Regions from separate parts of the Capsicum annuum genome. Here region 1 is linked to region 2. Evidence: chromatin contacts called from public Hi-C data. All regions are on one chromosome and are shown on one strand. The core of a region is the stretch at or near the end of the contact, and the rest is flanking DNA. Distances in the headings are between cores, read along the strand shown.

What was found. A called contact is a pair of places that touch in the nucleus more often than the background predicts.
Region 1: a contact with region 2 is called in a Hi-C map of leaf, with 2.0 times the contacts expected there. The contact joins the promoter of LOC107870861 here to the enhancer-like site in region 2. A contact is called at or near these places in 3 of 5 Hi-C or Micro-C datasets (bud, leaf and placenta).

The regions. Positions count from the first base shown.
Region 1 is chr5:103,912,686-103,917,427 of UCD10Xv1.1, forward strand. It overlaps LOC107870861 (myosin-binding protein 2), which reads left to right and starts at 1,482. Exons shown (of 4, transcript XM_016717541.2): 1 at 1,482-3,014; 2 at 3,331-3,510; 3 at 3,812-4,742. The coding sequence starts at 1,838.
Region 2 is chr5:103,851,162-103,856,173 of UCD10Xv1.1, forward strand. No RefSeq gene overlaps it. Among protein-coding and RNA genes, the nearest start is that of LOC107870861, 60 kb to the right of the region's middle. Within about 2 kb of position 2,115, at least 5 of the 5 cell types and tissues checked have an H3K27ac peak or open chromatin away from gene starts, as enhancers often do. A contact at or near this core is called in bud and leaf, where this site is marked.

The DNA.
Region 1 (4,742 bases), core at 232-2,731, 61 kb after region 2:
TACTCAGGTATTAAATTTATCCTTGCTGTCATAATTTGAGATCAAATTTACCCTCATTGTTAAGATATTTTTTTACTTATACCCTTCTTTTAACAAAAAATCCCAATTAGCGTTAAATGCCCTTTTTTTGAAAAAAATGCACCGTAATCTAATCTTTCTTGCCTGACCCGCGCGCACACACACACACACACAAAAAAAAATATACCCCTCCCTTACTTCTGTTGGTCAAATTTTTTCAACGAGATTAGACCACTCGATATTTATCAATGCATAATTTATGAAAAGTGAATCTGTATCAGTGCTGACACAAACAATCATGACATCTTTTCATTCTTATGTCTATATATACAATTTAAATCAATACAAATTTGTCGTTATGTCAACTACTCAAAAAATTTACATACTGATTCTAAAATTCAGATACACATAAAATTACATACTAAAATTTAAAATTTAAACATAACTAGAATAGGGACAGAGATTGTATTAGACATTTTCTCTAGTTTCATGCTTTCGCGTTATCCTATTTTATTTTATTTTTTGTTCATTCGTAAACAACCTGCTAACGATGCACGTTGAAAGAGAAGTATATTTTGTTCGTTGGGAAAATTCGATCAATAAAATTGAGGGCGTAGTATATTTGTTTGTGTCATTTTTCTAAATCGGGTCGGGTTAGATTACGGTGTGTTTTGTTTTTAGAAAATAGGGCATTTATTGTTGATCTAAGTTTTTCTATTCAAGTAAGGATATAGATAAAAAGTTTCTTAACTCGAGAATAAATTTTATTCTAAAATATAATAAAAAAATATAATTAGCCAATATTCCTAAGTAGAGGAATAAATTTGATACTTTTTCCTTAAATCAATGTGCACGATGAGAAGAATCCAACAAACGTTGGCCGTTTTTTTTTTTTTTTTGTAATTTAAAAAAAATTGGGATAGAGGAAAGGATTACAATGTAGGAAATCAAATTCTCACCAATGAGGTGGAAGTTCAGGTAACCAACTAAGCTACTAATATCTAACTGTTGAATGTGTAAACTTATTGATTAAACTTTGTCGACATTCTCTAGACTCAAAGATGCTTTTCATATATATATATTCCTCTCTTTGATTTATTTATTTCAATATATATGTATTTATTTCATCACATGGAGTAGTTCTTTTCTACATATTTACAAGTTTTTCTCATTTAAAATATTCAAAATATAAAGATTTTACAAGAAAAAAAATCAAGAAATTCAACATATTTTTTTTCCAATTTAGGAAGTTGATTGAACCCGTTTTTCTGCTTAGCTCCGTACTTAACAGTTTACTAAGTATATTTCAAATATAAAAAAGTAAATATATAAATTAAAACTTCTAACATTTATTATATGTAAATAAAAATAATTTTAATTTTATATATACAATACTCCATAATTTTTAGACACGATACGGTAGTAATAAGCCCCTGCTTATTGACAGATTCAGGTCTCATTTGGCGTCCTTTCTCGCTATTCAATCCAAAAATATAAAAAATCTTCCCTTCATCCAATCTACTTTAAACTATTTTCCCTCTTTTTCTACCTTCACTCCTTTCTCTCTCTCTCTCTCTCTCTCTCTCTCTCTCTCTCTCTCTCTCTCTCTCATTTTCCATTGATTCTTGAATTAGCTCTTTCACTTTCCCTCTGTATATCACTTTGTGTATATCACCGCAACTTAAGTTTCTCACAACTTCAATCATTATTATTATTTTTGTCTGTATTTCGTGATCATCAGACGTTAATAAGTCCGTGTCAAGTTGAATTATTATTACTGTATTATTTTTTGTGTGTTTGCTCTTACGGATCATTAGAAATGGCTGCTAACAAATTCGCAACCATGTTACACAAAAATACCAACAAGATCACAATGGTTCTTATGTATGCAGTGTTGGAATGGATTTTGATAATTCTACTTCTACTCAACTCTTTCTTCTCCTATATGATCATCAAATTTGCTGAATATTTTGGACTAAAGCCACCTTGTCCATTATGTTCTCGAATTGATCATGCATTCGATCATCAAAGGACTAAGACTTTTCGCAGAGATCTTGTCTGTGAAATACATACTACAGAGTTATCCAAACTTGGTTTCTGTTTAAATCATCAGAAGTTGACTGAATCTCAAGATCTCTGTGAGGATTGCTCATCCTCACGCCATGATTTTTGTGGAGTTCTGGAGGATGGTGAGGTGAATTTGAAGTGTTCTTGCTGTGGTGTGATCTTGGAGAGGAAATTTTCGACTCTGAATAATGATATTTTGACTAAGCCTTATTCTGATGATTTGGGAAAAGGCAATTTGGCTATTGAGTCAAAAGATGATGATCTAATGGATAAAGGTTATGATTTCGAAAAAGAAAGATCAGATTTTGCCATAGGAAGTTGTGGGAATGAAGAAAAAACTGATCTTTCTGATTTTTCTTTGCCTGTTTCTGAGATTAGAAAATTGGAAGGTAGTGAAGATGATGGGGAATGTTTGGTTCTTGAAGGAATAACGGATTACATAGAGGAGCACTATAGAGAAAGGGTCATGAAAGATGAAGCTGTTCAAGTTTGTGTAATTGAGGACTCATCTTTTGAATTTTCTCCTCAGCATTTGGATTTTTTCGTCGAATGTAGTGGTCAGAAGTTGGTTCCTGTTGAATTGATTGATTCAATAACTGAGGAAGATCACAGCCAAAATCAACCGATGCACGAAAATTACATAAAGAATAACGATGAAGTCAATTTTAGTTCTGAGGAACAAGTCAATGACGAAGTTGAATTGGTTGTTGAGAACAAGATTGAGGAGGAACCTAAGTTTATAGTTCTTGATTCTATGGAGATGGAGGAAAATGAGAATGGTTTCGGTTTTTGTGTTGAAGAATGCCTTTCAGTAAAAGAGGTTCATGAGCAATTTGACAATACTCAGTTGCGGCAAGCACTTGCTAGGGATAATGTTCAAATTGAAGTTGAAAGTGTAAGGGAAGAAAAAGATTCAGATGTTCAACAAGGTACATATTCCTAATACTCTTGTAGTTTCTTGTCCTTCAGTTTTTGTTAATATTTGTTGATTCCTTGCACCTCGATTATCGTATGGTTTTGTTGTAGTTTCTATTCTGGTACTATCTTCTGTTTCTTGTACTTCCGTTACTTCTTTTGTTGGACTGCTTTGGACTGTTTTTTTTGAGCCGAGGGTTTATCAGAAACAAACTTTCCACCTCTGACGTAGGGATACGGTTTGCATATACTCTACTCTCCCCGTAACCCACTTTGCGGGATAAAACTAGGTATGTTGTTGTTTCTGATTGTTTTTGCTTACTTTTGTAGTTTCAGAAGAGGCTTCCCAAACACCACAAATTAATGAAATTGAGGCAGAAGTGTTAATTGGAAATGAAATTCCTATTATGAATCTGTCAGATGAAATTTCATGTCAAGTATCTCCTAATTCCTGTACACATGAAGAACCTTCCACACGTTCTGCTCATTTCCATGAAATTGATCAACATGGTAAGGTTAAAGCAAATCTTTTAGTACTCTTTTAGTAGCAAAGCAATTTTCTTTGTTCTGATTTCATTTTGGTTACTTCTGTTGCTGGACAATTTTGGACTGTTTTTCCTTGATCCGAGGATCTATTGGAAGCAACCTCTCTACCTTTGAGGTAGGGGTACGGTCTGCGTACACTCTATCCTCCCCCGACACCACTTTATGGGACTAAACTGTATAGGTTGTTGTGAAGAAAGTAACGGTTTAAGCCTGTTTTCTATGGTTATGCAGCAATGTATTTATTTGTTTTATTATACCTTGTTAGGTACTAAAGAAGATCAAGAAAAACTAGTACAATTGAAATTATTGTCAGTAGAACTTGAGGAACATGTGATGAACAAGCAATCATCAATATCTTCGAAATTGGATGAGACTGAAGAAGAAAAAGTTCCAGAAACACCAACTTCTACCGATAGCTTCCATCAGTTGCATAAGAAATTACTACTCTTTGAGAAGAAAGATTTCGGAACTGAGTCTTTTGATGGGAGTGTGGTTAGTGAGTTAGAAGGTGGAGATACAGCTTCATCGATTGAACACCTGAAATCAGCGTTAAAAGCTGAGAGAAAAGCTCTACATGCTTTGTATACGGAGTTAGAAGAAGAGAGGAGTGCTTCTGCTGTCGCTGCTAATCAGACAATGGCTATGATAAATAAGCTTCAAGAAGAAAAATCAGCAATGCAGATGGAAGCACTGCAATACCAGAGAATGATGGAAGAACAATCGGAGTATGATCAAGAAGCGTTGCAACTCTTGAATGAGCTTATGGTAAAGAGGGAGAAGGAAAAGCAAGAGCTAGAGAAAGAATTGGAAGTATATAGGAAAAGGTTATCGGAATATGAAGCAAAAGAAAAGGCAGCGAGGATGTTGAAGAGAAGCAAAGATGGAAGTGTTGCAAGAAGCGGATTTTCATCAGCCTCTTACAGCAATGGTGAGGAAAGTGAGGAGGTATCTATTGATTTGAATCAAGAACCAAAGGACTGTGACAGCTTTTATTGTCATCAAGAATGTGAGGATCATAAAGTTCAAGTTGATGCTGTTCAAGAATTGGAAGAATCTTTTGTTGATTTCGAGGAAGAGAGGATGTCCATTCTTGTGCAGCTAAAGATCTTGGAGGAAAAGCTTATAACCATGGATGATGAGGACACAAAAGGATTCGAGGATGTTAGGCCAATGGACGATTCATATAGAGAGAATGG
Region 2 (5,012 bases), core at 865-3,364:
ATTTTTACCTAACGTCGAAACGTGCATGACATTATGAACTCTAAAAAAAATTAATTTCGTACAGAGTCGCCACCTAATTTTTAAGGAAAAATAGGAAACCTATTTATTTGCTTAACATATATGACTTTATTTAATCTACGAAATAAGTTTGAATTCTAGGTAAGAGTTCAAATTATTCCGAAGGGAAGGGGTTAGACACCCTTCAGAATCCACAAATGTGGTTCCCGGCCATATTTAGGTTTATTAAAAGTGAGAAAAAAATTATTTCCTCCGTCCCATTTTATGTATCATCATTTCTTTTTTTGTCCGTCCCAAAAAGAATGTCACCTTTCCTTATTTGGTAACTATTTAAAGACACAATTACACTTTTATCTTTATTGGTCTCATTTATAAGGGCCCACTTAATTAAAAATAATAATAGTACATTATTTTAATGAATGACAATTTGGTAAAAAAACATCAAGTTTTTACTTATTTTTTAAATTTCGTGCTCGACTAAATGACGACACATAAAATGGAACACAGGGAGTAATATTTATAAATACAAACATAAAATATGTATTAAAATAATATTAATCCATATCGTGCTGCAAAATATATATAAACAAAAATATATAAATATATATATGTCAAGAAAAAACAAGATTGAATAAAGAAAAATTGTTCTAATGGAAAAGACTACGTAATATTTTTTAGTGTAAAAAATATAAATTATTTGATTAAATAATCTAAGTCAATCTAATATTTTTATATAAATAACAGTCTAAATTTGCCTAAGCGCGTGATAAAGATTGCATAAATAACAAATATCCCGCACAACACCCGAAAAATAAAGTTTTACACTAAGATAATATTTGTACAAGTACAAAAAATATGAAAGTACCAACACATTTTAAAGTCTTCTTTAAATGTCTTTTCCAACGAATATTCTCAAACACCTAAAACACTTGTAACAAAAATGTTAGTAACAAATAAATAATTATCAAAATAAATTTAAAAAATATGTGTGCATATATGTATTTAGAAATATAATTTTCATTAAAAAGTGGACTCGGATAAATTTTAAATACATCATAGCTACGAAGTGATTGCTTAATTGATTGGTTGTCCTAAATCGCCTTGCAAAGATACAAACCATAAAATCCTTTTGCGTTGTTATAAAAAATTTCGTCATCACCTAAAATATTTATTTTTATTATATATTTATATATGTAACATTCGTCTTTCTATAAATTATTTATAGAGGCCTCGAAAATCGACGGATAGATAATATCATTGACCGATTATTAATATTTTATTCAATTCAATTTAACAAACTTAAAAAAAAAATAAAGTCAAAAAAGGAAGCCTAAAATTTAACAGAAAGTGGCAGACAATAAAAATAATAAAAACATCTAAATATTGACATAGGTTGTCGAAAATACAGCAAAACTAATCCTTTCACAGTGAGCAAACAGTAGCAAAATACAGAAATAATCAACAAAAAGTAAACATGATGTTCGCCGGAATTCATGGAGCTTCATCAGAACACTCTTCTTTTCGCGAATCAGTCAAACCACAAGGAACAAATTGTATCCAGCAAAGTCAGGAAAACAAAATATACAATGACACATAAATCACAAACAAAACTCAATTAAAGGGAGTATTTTCGACAAACCATAACAATAAATGGAGAAGGAAACGGCGTATTCACCGGAGCAACATAATATTCACAATCACAATAATTAACAAAAAATAAAGCCCAAAACAAGGGGCAGTAGCGGCATGGTGGCAACGGCACAACGGCGTTAGCTGGAACAACGCCGAAAAATCAAAACTGACCAAATCTGGCTCATTTTTGTGCAACAATAGTGAGGGAGCAACGGTGGATTTTGAGACTTCGCCAGCCATCGCCTCCGACGAAGAAGTAGCGGAAAGGGGCATAAAAGAAGGGGGAAGAAGGGGCGGGGCAGGTGGAGTTATGGAGTTCGCCGGCAGCCAGATCCGGCGAAATCCGGCAGGAAGAGGGGAGAAAGAGAGAGATCGAAAGGAGGTGCGGTGGTGGCTGGACGTTGGTGGTCGAAGATCGGCCCGCGGTTAAATCCGGCGGTCGACACTGACTGGTTGAGGGAGAGAGCGTGGAGTGAGAGAGAGAAAATGTGAGGGATGGCTGAGTGTGTGATCTGCCTGTGCAGTGTGTGTATATTAAAGAAATTCTAAAGAAAGTAAAAAGTAGTATTAAAAATAAAAAACAAATAAATAAAATATTAAATTTACTTTTTTTTTCAACACATTTTTTAAATTATGAATAGTAGGTAAAGAAAAAGTCAAGTGTCATAACGATGATGAGACCTCAACCTAATTAATTTGTTCCTCTATGTATTAAAATAATTGACCTGACTCAACTTTTACGGATTGTAATAAATGTACGAAAATATAAATATTGATATGTAATTATAGAAAAAAAATAAGGAATATTGAAATTAATGTAATTAATTTAAAATACTGTAAAAATGTGACATCATGTCGTGCGCGTGTGCGGATGATTGTAAAATGTTAAAAACGATAATAAATTGATAAAAAATAAGACAAATATTAATAAATTATGAAAAAAAAAAAAGTATGACAACAAAGTGATTAAAATCCAACAATTTGTCAAAAAATTATAAAAAAATGAAATTGTATTTTGTGTCCTTTAACGATCAGGAAGCCCGAAGACGTTAATTTTAGGTACGAAGAGAAAAAATTGGTGTCAAGACATATATTTTCTCCAAATACTATGATATGATAAAATCTAAGACATGTTTTCATTAAATAAAGAAAAGAAGAACTAATGCAAATAGAAATATAAGACATACTAATGCAACAACACTTTTTCAATACAAAGTGGAGTCAATCAAAATATCTATAACTTCGAAAAAAAATTCACTTTAGCATGTGAATAATAATGGGATGTTTAAATGAATAAAAACACTTTAAGAGGTAAATCAACAAGTGAAGTGAAGCAAATAACATATATTTAACATATTTGAGAAATGATATTCGAAGACAAGATAAGAGAAATAGTAAAATATTAAGTCTAAGAAAAAGTGTCCAATTATGCCAACTATTTTAGTTCTACACAATTTCAACAAAATCTATAACCCTAATAACTTTTTAATCAAAATAAGAGAAAATCAAAGACAGTTTTGACCACGAAAATAAGTAACTCACTACTTCAAATGGAGAAATAATTTCACAGACCTTTAACAATAGTAACCATTCCTTTTTCGATATAAAGGAAACAACATTATATACTAAAAGCAAATATATTCCCCAATAATGAATTTAAACAAAGTATGAGAACGGATTTTAAGCAAAGATCAAAACTTATCCATAATAATCAAAGAATAAAGTCAAAAGATAAAACAATCAACATTAACTATTCTTTTCAACATAAAGGAAACAACTTTACATGCTAAAAACAAATATATCCGTCAACAATGAATTTACACAAAGCATGAGTACATATTTTAATCAAAGATCAAAACTTTATCCATAATAATCAAAGAATAAAGCCAAAAGGCGAAACAATCAATCTTTTCAATATAAATGAAACAATTTTACATGCTAAAAACAAAGATATCCGCCAACAATAAATTTAAACAAAGCATGAGTACATATTTTAAACAAAGATCAAAACTTTATCCATAACAATCAAAGAATAAAGAAAAACAATCAATATTAACTATTCTTAGTTTATCTTATCCCATGAGCATGAAAATAACAATAATATTGATATCACAACATCCTATGACCTTCAAGATTATGCGCAACAAACAATTCTAGCAAATAAAATTAAAACTACGAAACTACAAAAATGGAGATGCAGAAGAAAACGATAACAAAACTAAAAGAAAAAGGTGTGTTTACCTTTTTGGGACAACAAAACAGGACTTCAAGTTTTTTTTGAAGTCTTGAACACCACCGAAAAACAATCTTTCGAGAACCCGATTACACTACCACTTGAAAATTTTTACTAAAGAAAAGAAATTTAACTTTTTGCTCGAAAGTTTTTTCACTCTTTGAAACTTGATCTTTTTATCAAAATAGTGGTAGTATTTATAGGAAATGATGGGGACTCAATTCTTTTTATCCACCAATGTGGGATAAAGAATTTAGGAGTGTTTTGAAAATTTTAAATTGAGGAAAATATTTGTTGGAGGATAAGGTGAGGTGAAATTGTACAATCTAGTATAAATTTTGAATTTCAAAAATGGAAAAAGGACAAGATTGAAGGGGGGATTGTACAATCTAGTAAAAATTTAAAATTTAAAATCTGAATTTCAAAAATGAAAAAAAGAATAAGGTTGAGGGGGAATTGTACAATCTAGTACAAATTTTGAATTTCTAAAATGAAAAAAAAGGCAAAGTTGAGGGAGAATTGTACAATCTAGTACAAATTTTGAATTTCAAAATGTAAAAAGGATAAGATTAAGGTGGAATTGTACCACCTAGTACAAATTTTAAAATTTCAAAATGAAAAAAGGAGAAGGTTGAGGTGGAATTGTACCATCTAGTTCAAATTTTGAATTTCAAAATGAAAAAGGGACAAGGTTGAGGTGGAATTGTACCATCTAATACATATTTTGAATTTCAAAATTTGAATTTTTGATTTTTGAATTTCGGTTTGGGTTGATTGGTTGCGGGTTGGACACGGATTCGGTTCACGGGTGTGGGTCAAATTTCGGGTTTTTCTAGGGATCGGGTTGTTGGTTAGAATTTAGGATTTGAGATTATTTTAAAAATAACCCCAATCAATTTAGGATTTAGTCGATTCATTAAATATTTGGCCAAACTAAAAATCAATTAGCCAATTGCATCGCAATTATGATCAATTTTATTTCAATTATGGTCAAATTTAATAGATAGGCTAAATTAAATTGAAATTCGATACGAATTAATACCTCATTTATTCCCGAGCTTCTTGATTTAATAAAATCAAACAAATATTTCTCTAAATAAATTAATTTTGAGAACAAATTATATTTAAA